2 separate regions of the Danio rerio genome follow, and region 1 is linked to region 2. Evidence: chromatin contacts called from public HiCAR-type data. All regions are on one chromosome and are shown on one strand. Each heading gives the region's core, a stretch centred on a gene start, on an enhancer-like site or on the middle of the called end of the contact. The rest is flanking DNA. Distances are from core to core; before and after follow the strand shown.

Region 1 (5,611 bases), core at 2,957-5,456, 160 kb before region 2:
AGGTATATGCTATATGCAGTATGACGACCCTGTATTTTTACCATTTACCATTTTAATCATCACACATGGCTGAAGGCTAGCAAAACCATTAGCCCAGATACGAAAGCAGGAGGAAGAGGGTTGTTCACACAGCTCACAGGTAATTCTGTTGTTCAAACTGGTAATGCTATGTAAATCTCTAACATAACACGCAATCATAAATGCTAATGCTAAAATATTCCTGTATATCAGGATAGAGCTTGATGGAAAACAGGTTTGACTTGGGTGTAACATTCAACAAGTGAAACATTCAGTGTTACTTTCACACAGCATTTCTCTACGGAACTTAAGGTAAGTCACAAATAATAATATTCTTTTATTTTCCATAGAAATATTCTGATCTGTAGAGCACTTTTTATACATAAATGCTGTAAAATCAATTCGTTTAACTCTGCAGGGAATTCACCAAAACAATGTATAAAAGAAAGCAAGTACAAATAATAATTAAGTAAATACAATTACACAAGGAACAAGTCATAAACAGCCTTCTTTTTACTTTTTTTTTTTTAAAGTAATGCCGCATAAATAGGTACCTATGTTGATCTTGATTAATCTGTGTTGTACTTAATGATATGTTGAGGTTATAAGCCACTTTAGCTTAATTTTATATGAGATTTTGACATTTTAAAACTCCAAATATTATTTAAAGCCCTGGTCTATATTGTCTTTCAATGCACATTAAGTAACATCAACCTTCTGTCTTGTACATATTACCGTATTGTTTTTGACACAGAACTAAGGTAATGTTTATATTAAGTTTTCTTACAATATATTGGGTAAATAATTCAATAACAGCCTAATGAATAGATTATAGCACATTTAAACATGACATTTAGAGAAAATATTAAGCTCAAGTCTACATTGTATTTGCAGGTCTTCATCTTCAAGCATGAATAAACACAAAGTCAGAGATGTCACTGTGAACACCCTGACTTCTAACTTGCCAGAAGACAAAAGGAAGCAGCTCTGTGCTTTGCTTGGCGATGTGGATCTGACTCTTCTCTATAAGGCTTCTGTTCATGGATATAACGCTTCTGCCTTTCATCAGAGATGTGACCGTCAGGGTCCAACTTTACTTGTCGCCTACAACAGTTCAGGCTACATCTTTGGTGGATACACTAGTGTAGATTTCACTCAAAGCGGGCAGTATATTGCTGATGAGGACATATTCTTATTCTGCTTTCAGGGCAAGATCCCTGTGTGTATGAAACTTAACAGTGGGTATAATGCTCGTCTTGATGACACTGGCGTACCCAGCTTTGGCCAACAGTTGTACTTTTGCTACAACAACCAACCAATGGTGTATAATCAAGGTGTGAGTGCATTTACTGTTAACACTGCAATAATGTATGGGAACGACACTCAGCTGAGTGAATGTGAGGTGTACAAAGTGGAGCAGAGTAAGTCAATCATTAGAAAGTGTGTTTGTATATGCACATCTAGTCATGTACAAGTATCAGATTTTAATTAAACTCAATTCTTCAATTATGTGCCAGGCACCCAAGTCAAATTTGAGGTGAAACCTTGGAGGAGTGTTCTGTGGACAGCTGAGTATGTTTCCAATCTGGGTTTGCTCATTTCCTTCTGTATTTTCACATGTAGTTATTGAATGCAATCTGTATTGCAGACGAAGAGAGGAGCTCATGGAAATGATCAGGAATTATAAACCCCTGACATCTTCTGTCAGCCATATTCGAATCCTGATGATTGGTCCTGTTGGTGCTGGAAAATCCAGTTTCTTCAACTCTATAAACTCCATCTTTATGGGTCGCATAACCAGCAAAGCCATGTCAGGATCTGCAGGCACCAGTCTGACCACACAGGTACAGATTTAACAGTTTCCTACAGACGACTCCTGAGTCTCTTTGATATGCTTACTTTCTTGGTTGACAGTTTCGCACTTACCCAATAAAAGACGGTCGTGAAGGAAAGCCATTGCCGTTTGTGTTGTGTGACACCATGGGCCTCGAGGAGCAATCAGGAGCAGGACTGGACATTGAGGACATCAGCAGCATTCTTCAAGGACAAATACCAGACCGCTATAAAGTAAGAGAACTTACTGAATCTCCAAAATGAATGAAGGCTGAAGTGTGAATGCTAAAATATAAATCCTGCTGATTCAGTTCAATCCCGTCACATCGTTTCAACCTGATGAGCAAAAGTCCTCCAGACCTGCGTCTCTACAGGAGAAGATCCACTGTGTGGTGTACGTGATCGACGCCACCAAAATCTCCCTCATGTCTGAGAAACTAGAGGAAAAACTGTCTGCCATACGCAGAAAAGTCAACTCACTGGGTTAGTGAACATTTATGCATATCTTGTGACCAATCAAAGGTAAATTGAAGTAAACGATATACATAAGTCATCATGCCTCAAACTATTTCAGGCATTGCTCAGATTGTCTTGATGACAAAAGTAGATGAAGCTTGTCCACTAGTGGATGAAGACCTACAAAGCCTTTACCTCAGTTCCTACATCAAGACGAAGGTGAGACATCATGATCATATGAACTGTTCTTATTTCTGTACAAGCACTTTCCAGAACCTTCACCCTCTCTGCTCCTCTCTGGTGAAAAAACTTACCATAATCAGAATTCTTCAAGCCTTAAAAACCCTATAATCATAAACCAAAGCATCAGATAGTTTGTTTCCTAATCTATCTTTGTAGTCACTGATGCTCCTGCTAAAGCCTGAATGTGAGCTGGTGTTGTGTGTGTGTGTTCAGGTGCAGGAGGTGAGCTCTCGGTTGGGTGTGCCGGTGTCTTGTGTTTTACCGGTGAAGAACTACAGTCAGGAGCTGGAGCTGGAGCTGAACTGTGATGTCCTGCTTCTCACCGCTCTACAGCAGATGCTCAACTTCGCTGAAGACTATCTGGATGATGTTGCTCCTAAATAAAGAAAAGCTGTTTTTATTTTCTCAATACTTTGTGCTATATATGATTTAATCTTGAGACTAAAAAAGTCATGAAAATATGCAGAATAGTGCTACCTTGTCAGTAGTGAATTTTCATGCAGTTTATAGTATATTATTTTCCTTGGTATGCATTTATACTAGTTAAACCACCTATCAACTTTAAAATTGGCCAATGGTGAGTTTGTGGTACAAACAGTAGGATTTATAAAATTTTCTCGGTTAACAAGAAAACAAATTTCTTTAGAATATATTGAAACTTTCAACACATACCTTTTACATATAGAGCCTTATAGCTATTAAATAAACTGAGTAAGGTACTTATTGACTGTGGGTGTTATTTCTTCTGTTTGTTGTTGTTTTTGTTTGTGTGAAAGTGTGCTGGACTTCCTTCAAAGCGGAATATTGATATTTTAATAAATACCTGAATCAGAATATTTAAGAACTCTGTGTACATTCACACTGTGGAATGTTTATAGTCCAGTATCACAAGTGCCAAATTCGTTATGATGAAAGTAAATTTGTTAATGATGATGTAGAGGAATTAAGCTGCATATAAAATCTTATAATAAACTGGAAATTAAAGTAAAACTTGCATCTGAGAAAAACAAGACTGGGCCATCCAATCAGAAAGAGGTTTTAGATAGAATAAATCATTATGGAAAATGTAAAAGAAAGAGTTGATTTTACAAATGGAGTCTATACTATAAATTAAATGATTTCTTTGTTTTATTACATTGAAACATGTTCCTCCAAAATTAAACCACAAACCTTAAAAACAGAAGCAGAAGGTTGCTAACCATTTCCAGTAAAAGGCGGGAGAATTTTCATATGTTATCATGAATTGCCTAATTATTATTCTCTCCACACACTCACACACACACACACACACACACACACACACACACATATATATATATATATATATATATATATATATATATATATATATATATATATATATATATATATATATATATATATATAGTCTGTGGAACATTCAGTTGAGGCATGCGTACTGGATTAAAATGTAAAATGAAATATTTTCATCAAAATGTTAATTTTCATTAAAATGTAATACTAAATTCTACTGTTAAAATGTTACGTATTTTTAATGAAATAAAAAACATAGAAAAACATATCACACTTATTTTATCATTTTATTCTCATATAACTGAATGCCAATAGTGTTAAATTAGTGTGACATTAAACTGAAATAACAAGGTGGTGGGGTTTGATTAGAAGAGCGAAACTTGATGATCGGCTGTGTGTGAAAGATATGAAACCAAGTTTGAAATGTTTAATTTCGGAGAGAACGTGGAGCGTAAGGTAAGACCTATGCTCTATATCAAAGTAAGAAATATCGTCCAGAGAAAATGTAACATTTAAATACGCTGTAAAAAATTATATATAAATATATTGGTGTAGTTTCACTTTCGATTCCGGCTAATCAGCATCGGTAGAATTTCAGAGTGACTGTTCAAGTCTGTGAGTAGGGCTGTGCAAGAAGACAAAATGTATATCGTATAAACAAAATAAAAACGTATACGGTTTCATATTATACTTTTATTGTTTATTTCGCAGTGTGTCTAAATACAATATTTGTGGTAAGAATTTTTCATAATTTATATGAGCTCATTATTATATACTGGGATGAAGACAAACATGAATAACAGTATCGGGAAAACGTTGCAATCTTTAAAGTACAATATATTTATTTTTCATTTTATATTGCACCTGTAATCATTAGTTTTTGCAAACTATTATATTTGATTAGTATTATTTTTATATTTCTAATCAAACATTTGCCCTAATGCTCTAAATAAAATGAGAAATATAATCAGATATGAGTGAGCACAATTCTGAGCATATACTTTAAATGTAAAAATAAAGTCCTTTACATGTGGTCAGTACACTCTCAGAAAAAATGGTACAATGTTGTACCAAAAAAGGTACAAACCCTTAACACTGGGGCAGTACCTTTTTATGGAACAGAATTGGACCTTAAGACAAAGAAACAAATTTGTACCATTGCAGTTTGTACCTTTAAGAACATGATTTATACCATGGGAAACTAAAATGTACCTTTATCAAAGATACAAATGTTTTACCAGTTGTTTTGTATTATTGCATTATAGAACTTAATAATTATTGTTTATGAGTTTCTTTAAACACACTTTTAAATGATAATTCATGTTTTAATATGGAAATTATTCATAAATCATCTTGCCTTTCCAGTAATATTTATTTTCATAGATATTGTAACAAAGAAGGAGTTATCCAACACTTATGTACATTCTCAGAAATAAAGGTAGGAGCTGTCACTGGGGCAGTACCTTTTCAAAAGATACATATTAGTACCCAAATGTACCTAAAAAGTACCTCTGAAGTACCATTATGGACCCTTCAGGTACAAATATTTACCGTTTAAAAAAGGTACCGCCCCAGTGACAGCTCCTGTACCTTTATTTCTGAGAGTGTACCTTTTTAAGAGAACAATTATGTACCTTTATTTGAATTGTACCATAAAAGGTACAGAACAGTATTATAAGAGGTCTTTTCTGTTCCATATAAGGTACAACTTTTACAAAGGTACAAAACTGGCCCTTAAGGAACATTATTTGTACCACCGTGTACCTTTTTTTCTGAGAGTATACAAAAA
Region 2 (4,523 bases), core at 1,587-4,086:
CGAAAGTGCAAAATTTTAAAATAAAATGTAACAACAGAAAACTGAAACTTCATTTTTTTTTATTTAAATGGAGCTTGGCAATTCTAAATGAGAATTATGATATTATAATAATATTTCATAATCCTTTTAATATATAATCAAAACATGGAGGTCAATTTGGTTTTATATTCACACATTCTGGCATTCTCCTTAATAATATCATTTCAGAAACGCATTATTTGCAAATTCTATATAGGGAACTCATATTATCAGCCAGTGACCAACACAGTACAACATAATTAACAGTCAATTAAATTGTGCTAATGTTGCTTTGAAGTCATACTTGCATGCGATTTCAGACCCAATATTCAAATTACCCTGGTAAAAAATACTGGGACCGTAAATGAACGAATATGGCAACATAAAACCAACTTTACCTCAATAATTATAACATATATTATGCGTAATTTACCTCTGTGATTTTCATACAAATATTTATTATAGTGCATATTACATTTCTAGTTCCTATAAAAAAGAATAAACTGAGAAAAAGAAAACAACAACAATCATCATCATCTGAAATGTGATTATTTACTGTTATATGATATTATTTTTCTATTTTATAAAGTATTAAAATTATTTTAGTTTTTAACAAAAATAGTGTGTGTGTGTATATATATATATATATATATATAGAGAGAGAGAGAGAGAGAGAGAGAGAGAGAGAGAGAGAGAGAGAGAGAGAGAGAGAGAGAGAGAGAGAGAGAGAGAGAGAGCTGGGTCGATAAACTATTATTGTGATAATTTCTTACGATTACAATGATATCTGGTCTTTTTTACTCTATATTGATCTCAGAGCCAGCAGAAATGTGCAACAATGGAAATCTAGAAGTGTGACAATATTAGAGATGTACCAAATTTTAGGCCGCCAAAAATAGGTTGTTATTTAATGCACCCTCTAATTTGTGGCTTAGTCATTGTCGGGATATTCTTTTACTCTTTTAAGCATTAATAGCTTATATAAAAAGTATACAGTTGAAGTCAGAATTATTAGCCCCCCTTTTACATTTTTTTTTTCTTTTTTAAATATTTCCGAAATAATGTTTAACAGAGCAAGGAAATGTTCACAGTATGTCTAATAATATTTTTTCTTTTGGAGAAAGTCTTATTTGTTTTATTTCAGCTAGAATAAAAGCAGTTTTTAATTTTTTTAAAAAACATTTTAAGGTCAAAACCATTAGCCCCTTTAAACTATATATATTTTTTAAAAATCTACAGAACAAACCATCATAATACAATAACTTACCCAATTACCCTAACCTGCCTTGTTAACCTAATTAACCTAGCAAAGCCTTTAAATGTCACTTTAAGCTTTACAGAAGTGTCTATAAAAATATCTAAACAAATATTATTTACTGTCATCATGCCAAAGATAAAATAAATCAGTTAGTAGAAACGAGTTATTAAAATTATCATGTTTAGAAATGTGTTTAAAAAAATCTCTCCGTCAAACAGAAATTAGGAAAAAAATAAATAAGGGGGCTAATAATTCAGGGGGCTATGAATCTGGATAAATAGGGGGGCTAATACTGTATGTATATGTATTATATGTATAATACACACACACACACACACACACACACACACACACACACACATACATACATACATACATACATACATACATACATACATACATACATACATACATACATATATATATATATATATATACATACATACATACATACATATATATATATATATATATATATATATACATACATACACATTTAGGTAAAGTTGGTTTTATATTCACATATTTGTACATTCACCTTAACAGTATAATTTTAGAAAATTATTCTTTTGCAATTTCTAAATAGTCAAATTATTTTACCTGCCAATGACAATCAGAGTGCAACACTGTTTAGTCAATAAAATAGTGCTAAATGTTATTTTAAGTCATATTTACATGTGATTTCAGACTGAATATTTAAAGTACCATGGTAAACAATATAGGAAGCATGTCACTGAACGAATGTGCAAATATAAAACCAACGTTACCCAAGTATATATAAAGATGTTTAGACATATATTTATATCAGTATTTTCTTCTGTTTTTTATTTTAATATATATATTTCATGTAGATTATATTTCTTAAGTTATATATATATATATATATATATATATATATATATATATATATATATATATATATATATAAAACGTAAGAAATTACAGATACAGAAATAGATCTTTAAACACCTTTCTAACCTCTGAAATGTCATGTGTGTCCTGTACAATATACATACAGTATTACAAAACGAATTCTGTTTACCTAGCCTGCCATGTCCAGCAATTTACAGACAGGTCAAATATTCAAAAATCCTAAAGGAGCTGAAAGCTGCACAATATTAGCAAACAGACCAGTGAGAGATTGGCAGAAACAGACAGGAAACGCCTTCAGCCATAACACAAACCTCACCAAACTCCGTTTAATTAGGGTTTTCTTAACTCGTCCTCAATCACACATCAAAACAACTGCTTCAAATCTTCAACACAGGGACTGCTGTCAGTAAGAAGAAGCCAAACTTAAACTGAATCTAGTCTGTTAGCCAGCTAGCCACTGCTAATCAACAATTAGCTCATTTTCAGCCAGTTTAACTTTAAAACAAGCGTTCGTGACCCTCGAAAAAGCCATGAAACACACCTACGCGGCACATTAAACAAACCCCAACGCGTGTGTGTGGTGAACGAGGACGCTTTCTTTCATTTCAGTGTGTGTTATGAGTTTCCTGAGAGGGAAAAATCAACTTACTTGCTGTCTGTCAGCTGAGCGGCGCGCCGCGCGTGCACAGTACACGCACAAACATCCGCAAACCTCATCAGCGCTCGCGCCGCCGCGTTCACATGGCGCAGAGACGTCACAGCGCCGCTGGGCACAGAGACACGCCCACCTGCTCAAAGCAACCAATGATGAGTCAGCAGCGCCGCATTTCATGTAGATTATTTTTTTTAAAATAGTCAGATGAGACCATTTTGAGGGATGTAAACAAACACAGTGGTCCCTACGTATATCTTGTTTTAATTTATAAAGCTTCTGAGAATCCAAAAAGAGCCACATATTAATAAATAAAGTTATGACAGGTAATTTAAATTAGATAAATAAGTTAGGATTAAATTGCCTCTTGTTACTTATTAAATAGTTTGATAACAAGCAGGACATGTTCATGAGCCATGAGTCTATAGGGTAAAAAAAAAGACAGTAATACTAGTCTATATCTATAATATATCAAATGTGGTTCAGATAATAAATGTCAAAATATCAAAATAGTATTAATATTAAAATGTCAAATTTACTATATATATATATATATATATATATATATATATATATATATATATATATATATATATATATATATATATAATGAATTAATTCATTAATAATATATTTATTTTTATACAATATAATAATTTTGTTTATATATAAAATGTTCTGATCGAAGTACCAAATTGTAATTCACGTATAAAATTTATCAAATAAAAAAAATAAAAACGTCTTTCAAAACATAAAACAATGAAATATAACCCACACGGAAAGAACCTATAGACAAATATGTTTTAAGGTTTTGATTAAGGTTTTTAATATACTTGACATAGCATTGACCATTTTCCTATATATGTACATATGTGTACATGCATACATGTATCTATATATGTACCTATATGTCTATGTGTTTGTGTGTGTGTGCTGTGCATATATGTTTACCTGTATGTTTACCTATATATTAGTCAAATGATTAAAATCCATTGCTGCATGTGGCCTATTTATATAGAAAAAAAATGCAGGATAAATCTGACAACTCTTATTATATTAAAATAAATTGGGAATTAAACTTAAACACTATAATAGAGGATGAAATGTGGAAACAAATATGCCCAAATTGTAAGCAGTCAAATATGGAAGGAGTTCGACTTGAAGATGAAGACGAGGTTCTTCAGAGTTCCATTAATGGCCCTCAAATTTGATCGTTCTATATAATTATCACAATTAAGAGAGATTGTGGAGAAGTGGGGGGCTATGTTCACATATTTTGGAAATGTCCCAAAATACAATTGTATTGACAGGAGGTTAAAGGGAGATTAGTTAAGTACTAGGATACCAATGCACCAGTATAAATATATATATATATATATATATATATATATATATATATATATATATATATATATATATATATATATATATATATATATATATATATTTTATTTTATTTTTTTATTTTTTTGCTTGATAGCTTTCCCCCTGATAGGTTCAGTAAGTCTATTTGCACCACAAAATGTTAATACAGTTCGGAAGAATATTACAGTGAACTGGATGAAGACCTGCCGACCTTGCAGAGTGGACACAGCGGCTGAAACAGAGATATTTTCCCAGATATTTTCCCAACAGACCTGGGGATTAATCGAAACATACTTGATCTTTGAAATGCTGTCAGGGGCTTTGCTGTAGTTATTGCCTTTATACCGGAGTTCATTT

Evidence for each region. HiCAR-type assays count read pairs that join an accessible place to other places.
Region 1: a HiCAR-type map of caudal fin shows a contact between it and region 2, with 5 times the contacts expected there. The contact joins the promoter of ifi44f1 here to the promoter of rabgap1l in region 2. A contact is called at or near these places in 2 of 18 Hi-C or Micro-C datasets (embryo and an unstated tissue) and 1 of 4 datasets of contacts at active chromatin or transcription factors (caudal fin).

Annotation. Positions count from the first base shown.
Region 1 is chr22:17,151,690-17,157,300 of GRCz12tu, reverse strand. It overlaps ifi44f1 (interferon induced protein 44f1), which reads left to right and starts at 4,206. Exons shown (of 8, transcript NM_001128684.1): 1 at 4,206-4,278. It overlaps si:ch211-197g15.9, which reads left to right. Exons shown (of 9, transcript XM_073936806.1): 1 at 1-139; 2 at 232-330; 3 at 913-1,439; 4 at 1,536-1,590; 5 at 1,667-1,862; 6 at 1,933-2,085; 7 at 2,163-2,334; 8 at 2,426-2,526; 9 at 2,764-3,267. The coding sequence starts at 929. The coding sequence ends at 2,934.
Region 2 is chr22:16,995,116-16,999,638 of GRCz12tu, reverse strand. rabgap1l (RAB GTPase activating protein 1-like) reads right to left here and starts at 2,836. Exons shown (of 26, transcript XM_073936803.1): 1 at 2,799-2,836.